Regions from separate parts of the Mus musculus genome. Here region 2 is linked to region 1. Evidence: chromatin contacts called from public ChIA-PET data. All regions are on one chromosome and are shown on one strand. The core of a region is the stretch at or near the end of the contact, and the rest is flanking DNA. Distances in the headings are between cores, read along the strand shown. Region 1 holds the start of Macir (macrophage immunometabolism regulator). Region 2 overlaps Ppip5k2 (diphosphoinositol pentakisphosphate kinase 2).

The links. ChIA-PET counts read pairs in DNA pulled down with a chosen protein or histone mark.
Region 2: an RNA polymerase II ChIA-PET map of memory CD8 T cells shows a contact between it and region 1, with 27 read pairs. The contact joins the enhancer-like site here to the promoter of Macir in region 1. A contact is called at or near these places in 2 of 39 promoter capture datasets (the C10 cell line and pre-B cells), 1 of 484 Hi-C or Micro-C datasets (Th1 cells), 2 of 115 datasets of contacts at active chromatin or transcription factors (effector CD8 T cells and memory CD8 T cells) and 3 of 9 other capture datasets (adipose tissue, liver and pancreatic islet).

Annotation. Positions count from the first base shown.
Region 1 is chr1:97,659,469-97,666,243 of GRCm38.p6, forward strand. It overlaps Macir (macrophage immunometabolism regulator), which reads right to left and starts at 2,550. Exons shown (of 3, transcript NM_133825.3): 1 at 2,363-2,550.
Region 2 is chr1:97,743,470-97,750,244 of GRCm38.p6, forward strand. Ppip5k2 (diphosphoinositol pentakisphosphate kinase 2) reads right to left here. Exons shown (of 28, transcript NM_173760.5): 9 at 6,073-6,194; 10 at 4,078-4,179; 11 at 2,949-3,035; 12 at 1,926-2,001; 13 at 1,694-1,803; 14 at 588-673. Among named protein-coding and RNA genes, the nearest start is that of Ppip5k2, 23 kb to the right of the region's middle. Within about 2 kb of position 2,967, at least 13 of the 459 cell types and tissues checked have an H3K27ac peak or open chromatin away from gene starts, as enhancers often do. A contact at or near this core is called in Th1 cells, effector CD8 T cells and memory CD8 T cells, where this site is marked.

The sequences.
Region 1 (6,775 bases), core at 1,300-3,799:
TATCACGTGTAGTGTGACTTTTTAAAAACCTCCTTTGACCTTACCAACAAACCGCCAACCTTCCCAGCATGGTAAGGCAACCCATAATTGGTTCAGAAAGACACAAGTGTGTGTGTTCCTCTTTCTAGTATCAGTTCCCTTAATAGCAGGACCCTTAAAGAGCCCAGCATTCACTTGGTTTCCATCTCTGCTAATTAAAATCAAGCCCACGTTACTATATCACATTCAGCTTCACTCCAAACATGTCTGACAACAGCTGAAACCACAAAGTCTACTCGCAGTCTTTATAAGAAACCTGCCTCTTCTGGAAACCTAACCACGAAGACACGGGTATCTTTGGTGGTGATTCACCTTCCGGAAGGAAAGCTAAAAACTGAGTATCCACTGGGAAAATAACTGAGGCCTCAAATCAGGAAACAAAAACTTAAACGGTGTTTAGAAACTAATGTCCTCATCACACCCATTACTTTTTAAGACAAAGTGTTAAGTTTCTCTTCGAAACTATGGTAATACATAGATGGAAGCTAATCGGCTGTTAGTACTGTCAGTGATCCCTCACACCTGGGAGACTTGGTGCTAACAGTTCTATCTACAACTAAACATCAAAACACATTTTATGCACCAAGTCTTACCAAAGTTGAGTAGTCTCGGTGCTCATGAACGCTAACATGTCATCCTGTCCGTTTTGTTTTTAATCCAAGGTCTCATAATAAAAACACCCAAATCATTAAAATAACCCACGCATACACTGTAGCCCAAAGCTTCTGGGAGAATAACCACATATGGAACTAATTGGGAAAATAAATTTTGTGAAAGAGTCGTTTCCAATCCTTAGTGTCTAGCTTGTTGCACTACAGTAAAAGACCCCGGCACCTGAAATTATATAGTGGCATTTCGAGGAAAAACAACATAAAGTAAAGTTTAGAAACCTCGGAGATCTTGTGCGACTTCTGCTCTTTCAGCTAGGAGCCTCTAATAGGGTACAGTGTTGCTGTGTCCATAATTACTCCTCTTGGAAGGATGAAAAAGTTCAGCGCCAGTGTCTCCCAGTGTTTCCAGCCCCACTTACACACACACACACACACACACACACACACACAGAGAGAGAGAGAGAGAGAGAGAGAGAGAGAGAGAGAGAGAGAGAGAGAGAGAGAGAACACAAAACAAAAACAAAACCCTGGTTCTGAAGAAATCCTCAGCCCACTCTAAGCAAAGCGGCGTGGGCAGAGAGCCCGGGAGTCTCTAGCGAGCCAGACACTTGCCAGGGGGAAAGCACGCGGCTGTCCTTCCCTTCGCGAACTGGGTTCCTTCCTGGCCGAGATTTGCAGATTCCACCACTAGAGCGACTTTGGCAGCTTCACAATGGGCCGCTTCTCAAGGTCTGAGCGCCGGCCGCTGCCAGGCGCCCTTTCCTAGGCTTCCCACCCGCCCCAAAGTCCACCAGCGACAGGTGGGGCGAGGGTGGCGGTGCCCGAGACATCTGCCGCCTTAGTTTCTGGCCAGCGCCCGGCCGCGATTCCCCAGTCCACAGGCGCTCCTCCGCCACCGCCGGTCCGTCTGTCCGTCACCAGCCGCCGCACCGGCCTCGGCCTCGCCCGCGGGGTGCAGCGCGCACTGGTGGCCGAGATAAGGTCGCCAGGGGCTGTCTCCCGCCGCTATCTGTAGCCCGCAGCCGCGGCTTGTACACCGTTGGGGCCAGAGGCGCGGCAAGCCGGGCGAGCGTTACTTCTCAATGGGCCTCCGCCGGGCCTGCCGCCTGGCGCTGCGGGTAGGGCGAGCCGCCTAGCTGGCGCGCGCCGACGCGCTCAGACTTCCGCACCTTGGCACCGCGGGAGCGTCGCTCCGGGTCGCAGAGTCCCCGCACCGCATGTCGGCGGCGAGCGCACGCCCGCCCGCCCGCCGGTCCGTCCGCTCGCTCGCTCGCTCGCCGCGCGCGCACGGGGCGCACGCCCCCGCACACTCACCCGCGCCGCACACTCCCGCGTCGCCGGCCCCACCCCTGTGCCAGGAAGCTGCGGGCTCTCGCACCCCGCTCGGGCCCCACCCCAGGCTCCAGTCCCCCCACCACCACGCCAGCCATTCGCACCAAGGCTCAGGGACCAGCGCCGCTCGCAGCCCCGGTGTCACCGAGCCATCAGCCATCGCGGAGGCCGGCGCGGCCCGGGGCTTCCCTGCGCTGCGCACACACCGCGCGCCCGGCCGGGACACGAGGCGAGGAGGAAGGGGCGGCGCCGTGCCTGGGGCTGGCACAGTGGCTCGCTGACTGGGGCACCCACACTCACGCGCGTACCCCACCCATCCCCGCCACCACCTCTGCAGCACAAAAGGTTGCAGGAGGAGTGGCGCTCCCCGTCCAACGTACCGGTCGTCCAGGGTTCCGCCGGTTCCTCTATGGCCGGCAGCCGCAGACCCCGAAGCCAAGGGCGGGCGAGGCGCGGGGCTGCGGCGCCGAGGTGTGGGCAGAGGCCGCCAGCGGAGCCAGCCGGGTACCCGCTGCTCTCCCACCGCGCTCGGCGCCAGCTACGGCCCGCCGTAGTCCCGCCTCCTCCCCCGCCTCCGCCCGCCTTCCCGCCTCCTCCCGCGGGCTGCGGAGGCGAGGCCGGGAAGCGCAGAGCCCGCCTCCTGCGCCAGGCTCGCACGCTCGGCTGGGCGGGCGGCTGGGCCGGCGGCGTGAGAGCGCAGAACCGGAGGCTGTTGCGGGGACGGGAGGCGGCGGCGTGATGCCACACTGCTCCCGGACCAAAGTCCGCCGCACCCTCCGGGGAGCCGCAGCTCACAGGCCTGACAATGCGGGCCGCTCCCACAGAGCGGTGTGCTAAACTCTGTGGGGATGGCTGTGATTTTTGAGTTTCTGCTGATCAGAAGTTGAGAAGAGCAGAAGCCCATGAAGTTAAAATTATACTATAATAATAAATAATAATAATAATAAATGTCAACAACTAAATATGGGGGCGGGGTGAAGACTAAATTCTGAGTCACTTGTTTCTCTTCTCTTTTCCTTTCTAGCTTCCTTCCTGTTCTGTCTTTACAAGGTCTCACTCTGTACCCAAGGCCGGACTTAAGCTCCGGAGAACCGTTCTGCCTTAGTCTCCAGAGCGCTGGGATTACAGGGATGAGGTGCCATCCCAACAAGATTTTCTTTTCTCAGTCCATATGCCACTCCCCTGCCGAAGTGGTCAATGCAGCATTACAAATATTTGCTGATATTTATTTAGCTCTAGGTGCCAACCCTTTTGACGCACATTCCCAAGTTTGCAGCTCTCAACTGTGCTAGTCCACATTTTTAAGACAGAAAACATGAGTTACATCCTTGAAGTCACAGACCTTTCATATAGCTGAGCTGTTTGTGTATTTATAAATTTAAATTCAGGTTCCTGCATTGTGTGGCCTTTTAAACGGTGCTTTATCTGAACATAAAGTCATACATTTCATCTAGACTAATACAAACTTAAAGCAAATAGTTCATGTTCCAGAGTCTATATATGTCCCCCAAATTACCAAGGTTAATAAATACACTCTGGCTCCAAGATGTGGCTTCTGGTTTCTCTGCAACTGAAGGACACTTACTCAATTGCTTCTCATATGCTCTGATGTAAGTATCAGAAAAAGGAAGGAAGAGGCCAGATTCATGAATGTTCTCAGTTACTCTTCCCCAACATGATATTCATGTAACTTATCAAATATAGATAGACCCTAGTACACTGTACAGGTATTGAATGCTCAAGTGATTAAATTTTGTTTTATATTTATTTGTTCAGTTGTTTTGTGCCCCCCCCTCCCCGCCCCACCACCATGGGTACCTTAGTAGAAGATGCTCCAAGTATTTTCAGATTTGAACATTTATCACAGCAGTGTATTCTGATGTTCGTTCTTATAAAACTACCTCGGAAACATTACAAATTATTTCAAGAAGCTTAGTTTCATTTTGTCTGAACTCATAATTTTTTTAAGAGAACACCTTGTAACTTGGCCTTTGTTCTGAAATTTTAGCAATGTTCTTTGGCCAGAAGCAATAAAGTTCCGACTAGTCTCTCCGTTCATTAGGCTGAAAGCTAGCCTTGTCTCCAGCTGTCTCCCACTCTAGGTTCCCACCTCTGAGACTCTTCATCCAATCAAAAGTTAGGTTAGTTCTCCAGTGTCACAATGAATACCTAAACTAATTCACTAGGCCAGCATGGTTTTATATGTGGTTCATGATGGTTATGTCTAGAGACTATCATATTTAGAATATGTGGGGCCGCTCAGGATGGTAGCTGTGTGCCTATGAAAGAAGAAAGCAAGATGGAAACACTTTGCGAGCTTTCTGGATGTTCCATTAAGAAAAAGTTAATCCAGGAAGGAAGGAAGGAAGGAAGGGAGGGAGGGAGGGAGGGAGGGAGGGAGGGAGGGAGGGAGGGAGGGAGGAGAGAGAGAGAGAGAGAGAGAGAGAGAGAGAGAGAGAGAGAGAGGAAAGAAGAAAGAAGAAAGAAAGAAAGAAAGAAAGAAAGAAAGAAAGAAAGAAAGAAAGAAAGAAAGAAAGAAAAGAGAGAGAGAAAGAAAAGGAAAAAAGGGGGAGAGAGAGCAAGAGAGAGGACAGACAAACATGCTTGAAAAAGAGTGGCCCCAAATGTTAACTTGAACTTCTAATCCACAAGGCCTTTCAGAACCTAGAGCTCAGGTGCTCTATCTCAAATGTCACCTCTGTGGTTATATCTTGGCCTTGAAATATCCTTCCTCCCCCCCCACCCCCCCAAAAAAATAAAATCACTTCTCAAATGTCACTTGTCTGGGAAGAATTATTCATTGATGGATTACCACTTAGCAAACAGCCAGATTGAAAGAACAGGATAAGTGAACTTAAAAAAAAAAAAAAGATCACACCTGAAACTACAATGGTAGGTATGCAAGAAATAACACATCGACTTTTTTAAAAAAACAGAAAACCAAAAACCTTGTTTCCAGCAGGGTGCCATAAAAAAGTACAGGCCATGGCTATGTCTACCAACACCTTAACTGAATGCAGCAGAGATCTCAGATGCCAAGTAGAGGTCTCCCACAGTGAAGGGGCTGAGATACCACTCCACAGTCCCTACCTGGAAAATGAAGGTGGAGGCTCCTGGGATCAGGGGGCAAAACCAGTCTTGTGGAAGCAGGCTCCACGGCAGCAGAAGATAACTGCAGAGGAGGCATCTGTGGCAAGGAGAAAGGGAAGTGTACCACAGAATCTGCTCTCCTCCTGCCCCGATGCTCACAGGCATCCCTTATCAATCACTCATTTCCCTGGTCCTTTCCAGAACTGCCACTTACAGCCATGTATCACAGTGTGCATGTCCATAAATGGGATGGCCCTGCCTTAAATATATGATCCCTTCCTTTCAGGTCCTTTCCACTCTTCATTTCTTTGTTTAGTTTGTTGTTGTTGTTGTTGTTGTTGTTGTTGTTGTTGTTGTTGTTGTTGTTGTTTGAGACAGGGTCTCTTTATTTAGTCCTGGCTGGCCTGGAGCTCGTTATGTAGAACAGGCTGCCTTCCAACTAGCTTACAGAGACCCTTTTGTCTCTGCCTCCCAACTGCTGAGATTAAAGATGTGTGCCACCGTGCCTGGCTCTTTCCTTCTCTTCACTACTTAAAGCCAAAGCAATATTGAGATGTGGGGCCATTTTGCTGAGCATTTCACATCCTCAGTAATTCATCTTTAGGACCCTGAGGTGTCCTTAGAGCTGGGCCTCAGGCTGCAGCATCCCGGAACTGCTGCTCTCATGTCCTCCATTCCAGCTACAGGGAAACCTCTCAGGAAAGACCTTCTTCTTCTTCTTTCTGTCTTTCCAGTTGCTCTGCCAACCTACTCTTTGGTTTCTGGGATACAGGCTTTGGGCAACTACAGACCATAAGAAGAAATATCCTGAAGGCAATGCCTCTATTCACTGTCACATGAGGATAAGTCCAAAGTGTATGTTGGGGGCAGGGACTAAGGCTTCAACATATTATCCATATTGTAATTAAATTGGACATAGTACTACCGGAGGATTCAGCAATACCTCTCCTGGGCATATATCAAGAAGATGTCCCAACCAGTATGAAGGACACATGCTCCACTATGTTCATAGCAGCCTTATTTATAATAGCCAGAAGCTGGAAAGAACCCAGATGCCCCTCAACAGAGGAATGGATACAGAAAATGTGGTACATTTACACAATGGAGTACTACTCAGCTATTAAAAAGAATGAATTTATGAAATTCCTAGGCAAATGGATGGACCTGGAGGGCATCATCATGAGTGAGGTAACCCAATCACAAAGGAACTCACCCAATATGTACTCACTGATAAGTGGATATTAGCCCAAAACTTAGGATGCCCAAGATATAAGATACAATTTGCTAAACGCATAAAACTCTAGAAGAATGAAGACCAAAGTGTGGACACTGTGCCCCTTCTTAGAATTGGGAACAAAACACCCATGGAAGGAGTTACAGAGACAAAGTTTGGAGCTGTGACAAAAGGATGGACCATCTAGAGTCTGCCATATCCAGGGATCCACCCCATAATCAGCTTCCAAATGCTGACACCATTGCATACACTAGCAAGATTTTGCTGAAAGGACCCAGATATAGCTGTCTCTTGTGAGACTATGCCGGGGCCTAGCAAACACAGAAGTGGATGCTCACAGTCAGCTAATGGATGGATCACAGGGCTCCCAATGGAGGAGCTAGAGAAAGTACCCAAGGAGCTAAAGGGATCTGCAACCCTATAGGTGGAACAACATTATGAACTAACCAGTACCCAGGAGCTCTTGACT
Region 2 (6,775 bases), core at 1,717-4,216, 84 kb after region 1:
GTCTGCTGTGAAATTGTGTCTCCTAGTAACTGCAGAAACTAACCTTCAAAGTCTCACTAACATGATTGTCCACATCTAAGCTGAACATATATGTGCTATGACACACACACAGCAAGCTGGACATGAAAAAGCCGAGGAGGCTTCAACCCTACACAAAGCACTCCAGGCAACTGAGCGGACCTGGGAGTGGAGAGGGGGTCCTCTCCAGGGAAGAACACACCAATTGGCTGTCCAGCGCCAAATGGTCAGCCCTGAAAACATACACGTAACATTATATGGGCCGAATAGTTTATATTTAGTGAAAAAAAAAGAGGCCATGAATTTGAAGGAGAGTGGGGAGAGGTATTTTGGAAGATTTGGAGGGAGGGAAGGGAGAAATGTAACTAAATCATAATCTCAAAAGTAAACAAAACAAAGAGTCTCTTTATTAAAAGGATAGAAGCATAGTTAACAAAATACTGATTTTAGTTGTTTTGTTTTGTTTTGTTTTTAAGCAGCACACCAATCCCAAAACCTACTGAACAGGAAATGATAAAGTTACTACTATAGTATACACATAATTGCAATAGGAATTAAAAATGATATACCTTCCTCCTCACTGGATGTTTTCGGACAGCCATGAGGAAGATAGGTTAATTGGACCTTACGGTTTATTCCTGAAAAATGACCATACCTGAAAAATAAAATGCCAATTAGATCGTAAAATATGAATGAAGTATAGACTGAATTCCTAGAGAAAAACTAAGCTATATGGATAAAAACCAGTTCTCTTCTACTGCCTTGGTGGGTTCTTCAAAAGTAACCTAGCAAAACCAAATCAGTACTAATAGGCGATCATTTGTGAACTGTTTGATAAAAGTTAGACAAGTCTGAAAACACTGTACAGATAGGCACAGACACACATGCGAGCTGGGGTATGGGAAGGAGTTCCGGGAGAAGTTGTCATTTGAGCAGAGCTTGGTGACTGCATTCATGAACTCACAAAAGCCATGGCTGCTGGCACAAGATGAAGCCAGAGAAAATTCTGGTCTGTGTGTGTGTGTGTGTGTGTGTGTGTGTGTATGGGGTTGGGGGTTGGGGGGTACTCTGCAGGACCCACCATTACTGAGGCTATTGGTAGATGAGAGCTTCTGGGGACAATCACTCTTTCTGCAGAATACAACCATGGATAGGTCTCCCAATCGCCTGTGGATGCCCCATACCCACACATGATAATCAGTACGAGTTGGCTTTCACGAAGAATCCCAGTTAGGAAGAAGATGTGTTGGGGGAGGAGGAGGAAGTTAGAGGGGGATGAGAAGCAGCTATGATAACACTTATTGTATGCATATAGGAAATCCTTAAAAATGAAAGAAAAATGTTTTAAAACAAAGAACAATTTAAGTATTGTTACAAGATATAAGAACAGAAGTGGTAATCCATGTAAACCTCACAACAGAAATACTAACAGGTATTAATTTTTGAATGGACACTTCAAAATTGTTTAGCTAAGCAGGGCTGAATGTCAGATTCAGTTAGCTATGTGATCTTCATCCTAAGTATTCAAGAAGGTCCAAGTGAAAGGCTGCTTTCTTTCTCCTCATTGAAATTAATAGTGGAAACTAAAGCAGTAATTCAGTATAATAGTATATTTTGTCATATAAACCAAACAGAAGAATTGTATTGTAAGGAAGAGGTCCAAAGAGGTACTCACATCTCTAACACAGTCTTAAGTTGTTCAAGTTTTGACTTGTTTTCTTCAATTTCAGAGTCATTATTTTGCCCCAGCTCCATAAGAAGCTGCCTTGCAATATCCAGGACTTCCTATGCAAGTTAATATAAAAAGAGTTTAAATTTTTATATAGTTTCACCATTAAAAATTAAGCTCAGCATTCATTTAAAAAATATCACTAAACAAACAACGACAAAAACCCCAACAAACTTGCCTGTAATTGTTTTGGCTTCTTGAGCTTTAACTTCCCTGATTTATATCCATCACACTTTTCAAAAAGGTCAAAAAACCTTATAAAAGGATAGAAGACAGTTAGTCATTTGCAATCACTAGTGTTACAACTATGAAGCTGGGCATGCTGTGCACACTGATAATCATAGCGTTCAGAAAGCTGAACCAGGAGCACCATGAGTTCAAGGTCAGCCCGGGCAACATAGTAAGATTTTACTAAAGAACAAAAACAGCAAACAAAGCCCTCACCAAATAGTCAACCAAATAAAATAAGAGGTATGGGAATAAAATCTATGAACACAAATGTGTTTCTTCATTTAATTCAACTTTGCGTTTCCTCCACCTTGTCTCCCTGGCAAAGAATCTTGTTACATATTTCCCAGTTGGTATCTTATCTCCTTGGCTCAAGTGATCCTCCTGCTTCCACTTCTGAGACTCGAGTGCATGTGCTTTGTGGTACCCACTGCACTTAGCATCTGCTCCTCTTTTCCTGATATCACTCAACGTAGGTCTAAAGCACAGCAAACCAATACCTACTATAGTACTTTCAAAATGTGTGCACAACGCAAGCAGCATCCCATTAAGAAAAAAATAGTTTCTGTTGTCAATGCATCAGATGTCAATACATATTTAATGGCTCAGGTTTCCATATCAAACATATCAAACACTGAACAGAAATAATGAGACCTTTCTACAGATTTACTTCTGGAATGCTGAGATGTTGTTTCTTATAGTACAATGTAAAAAAACAATAAACTAAGAATAAGTAGAATATATTTATGATGATGAATGAAGGGCAAATAGACTGACAGTTACAGATAAACCCACAATAAAATTTAGATGCTTACACACCTTTAATGAGTTTGTACACATTCAGTGGATTAAATATTTTCATGATCAAAAAAATAGTTAAGTAAGTAAAACTACTGTGATCTATCACTCAGAAGAGCTAAGGCTAGCAGATGTCTCAAACCCCACACAAACAGAGCGTTCGCCTCAGACTCACTTCTGATGCCTCACTTCCATTTTCATTTTCTGTTTCGGTGTTCGATCCCCATGTCGTATCACAGCGATGACACATCGAAGTTCCATCCTGAAGTGACAAAAAAACAGAAAAACCAAAAAACCCCTCTGGTCTCAATTCCCTAACATCAAAGGTTTCTTTTGACCTAATTTTAGAAGACCAAATCCTAGAGCAGGTTAAGAAGCCAGAGAAGAGTGGTGGTCATTTTTACACAGTAGTCCTTCTTCTTCAGGTGATGACCATAACCTGGGAGAAAGTACATGGACTCCTAACCTGAGCTTTATTGTTCACTAAACATCCGCCCTGAAGAATTATCAGGAGAGACGCCATTAAATCAAAGCAAAAATGAACTGTTCTATGATGGCTGTGGTATCTGTATGATTATATCTTGCTTTCTAAGAAAAGCATTATTATAATTCAACTTAAAAACTTGTTTAGCAGCATGCTAGAGTTAAAAGGTAATATTTCAATTTTCAAAGTACAAACCATTGAACACATGCCTGAAAGACATTAACAGTCCAAAATAGTCTATGTTGAATTAATTTGAAAATGCTGCCTCAAAAATATACTTAAGTACTTTCCATCTATCTATCTATCTATCTATCTATCTATCTATCTATCCATCCATCCATCTATCTCATACACTTTCCTCCCAAATAGGACTTTTCAAAATACTGAAACATGGTAATATATATCTGTAAACTTGTGACTATGAAGTATTCAGTCACATCGTCTGACATTAAAGTGAGTGACTTTCCCTAGCAGAATGCTATCAAACCCTATGGCAGTCTTGTTCTAATTTACTTACCTAAGATATACCTAGACAGAGACAAAGCTGACTGATGCTACAACCTACGTAATGCTCCCAGGGCATCACCATGGTCAGAGGTTTCATTACATGGTTCTATACTTGTGCAAGATCATAATGTAATAGTCTAAGCTTTAGCATACCCTTGTAAAAACATATCCCTTCCCCCAACTTCAAACTGAATCATATGAAAATATATATAGTAACTAAGTCATTCAGAAATAAATTTTTACCAATAAGAAGACAGACTAATGTGGAAAGCCTAAGGAATTTCTGAATGAAAACTGAATAATTGAAACTTACATAGTTCCAGAGGTAGTTGGTACAATTGGAATATCTTCAGCTTCTAATGGTATTGACCACGGGATATGAAACTGTGGTGCAAGCTCCCGCATTACGATATTGCTTTAAGACAAAAAAGAATTATTAAAAGTTAATCCAAAGATAGATGTGGTTATTTAATTATGCCATGATAAAGAAACATAAGGGGGCTGGTGAGATGGCTCAGTGGGTAAGAGCACCCGACTGTTCTTCCGAAGGTCCAGAGTTCAAATCCCAGCAACCACATGGTGGCTCACAGCCATCTGTAACAAGATCTGACTCCCTCTTCTGGAGTGTCTGAAGACAGCTACAGTGTACTTACATATAATAAATAAATAATAAAAAAAAAAAAGAAAGAAACATAAGAATTTAAGTCGAACTATCAAATGGTAATATTACCCTGATTATGTATATTATGATTATGTTATGATCAAGTACTGATCATGAAAACTTAGATACGTCTAAATTGAACACATTAACAAAATGACATATTTGCGATTAATTTATATAGTTTGAAAATAAAACATGTTGCTCTAACTACATTTCCAGTTAGATGTTTTTTGAATCATTCATTAATTGTCTGTTAAACACCTATTATGCTATTTGTCTGTGTGAGGTACTGTTCATAGTAACCAGAGCCGTGTGCACAGAGCACTCCTTCACTGACTTCGATCTCTGACAAACTTAATCTAAATATGATAATTTCTAACAAGCCATTACTATATTTTACTAATAGGAGAAACAGTGAAAGATGCTTAAATAACTGATTTGAGGGCTGAGAGATTTCTTAGTTGGTAAAGTGCTTACCTTGCAAATATGAGAACCTGAGTTTGAACCAAACAATGCTCAGTTTAAAAGATAAGCCATGTGTGGGGAATCCCAGTGTTGGGAAGGCAGAGAGTTCCAGGCCAGAGAGAGGGCAAGAGACCCTATCTCAAGAACAAGTGGATTGTAGCTGAGAATGACACGTCAGGATGGGCTTCCATCACCACAAGCTCCTGCACACACACGAATACCTCGTAGATACATCCACCTCTGCATAGTGCACACAAACCCACTCTCTCTTTTCCTTCCTTCCCTCCTCTCCTCGTATTTCTCTTCTCTTTCCTCTTCTCATTCTCTCTCATTCATACATACATACATACATACTATTTTTTTATACCTTAGTATATATTTATGCTAAAATAAGACACCCATGCCTTCAATTTCCTCTCTCTCTCTCTCTCTCTCTCTCTCTCTCTCTCTCTCTCTGGTTTTTGAGACAGGGTTTCTTTGTGTAGCCCTGGCTGTCCTGGAACTCACTCTGTAGACACCCAGGCTGGCCTCGATCTCAGAAATCTGCCTGCCTCTGCCTCCCAAGTGCTGGGATTAAAGGCGTGCAACACCACTGCCCGGCTCAATTTCTCTTTATTAAAAAGCTTGTGCCTTTGAAGTGCAGTACAAAAGCTGACTCTAATGACTTTACGCATTTTTGTCATAGCTGCTTAGAAAGATACACTTCTTGCTTTATTAATCTTCTAAATCAAATGATATATAAAAAATGGTATTTCTACACATACTTTCTTTTCTACTCGTTTGATTATCTTATTAGAACAGCAGATAATGAACATTCAGAAAGACGTAAAGGAAAACAACCCTACACTTCAAAGTCTTCTCTGTGGCTCAAGTATCTTATCTTATGAATGCTTATTTATCTCATTAAGTAGGTTAACAAAACACTTCAAATATAACTACATAGGAAAAATGAAGGAATGGTGCATCTAATAATCCAATGTTACAGCATAATCCCTGATGTGAAATTGTTAGGAATATGTTATTAATTAAGCTGTCCCCATAAACTAAAGCACAGCTCAGAATCTGGCATAGTTTAGAGGTATCTTATCAACATGGAACATTACCCTCAAGTGATCAAAAAGTTCCCATGGCTAACACATGCTCAAAGGCACACAGGAGGAAGGTTCAGTAGTAAATGCTTACCCAAGAATTTTTGCACAGTCATCATAGTACTTCATGGAATTTTTCACAAAACTGAAGCCATTGACATCGCATACATAGGATTGTCCATTGGCACGTAACAAATCAAAGCCACAAACCGTTTGCTATTTAAAACAAGGTAGAAATTTTAGGGTATCATTGGAACTACTATGAATCCATATTCTAATTTATTAATTATATGTAAGTGTTTGTAACATTTTAAAAAATGAAGGTTATAAATAACCATAACCTTGAGTACTCTGAACACACATTATGTATTCCATGTGATTATTCCCTTAACATGAATAATATTAGTCTTTGGAAACCAAGTACAATAAAACAGTTTATAAGAATGCATTACAACTTATTCACAGGTTATTATTCTTCACACAAAATTACTGTATAGAAGTAGTTCTTTTATTAATAACCAGTAATATAATTAGCTTATGTTATGAACCTAGAATAGGCCTTCTCTAAAAAGATAAGATGCATCCTTCATTAAATGCAGGTTGCATTACTTCCATTTGATTATTTACTATATACTATTAATTGGATAAATTAGTAGCATAAGAAAGGTTAGTCAAACACAAGAAACAAAGGTTTCTTTAAAACATGTATATTGTTTACAGGAACAAATTTTACTATATATTAAGCCAAAGAATAAAACAATGAGGATCATTTTTATTCAAATAGTATTTTTAATCTA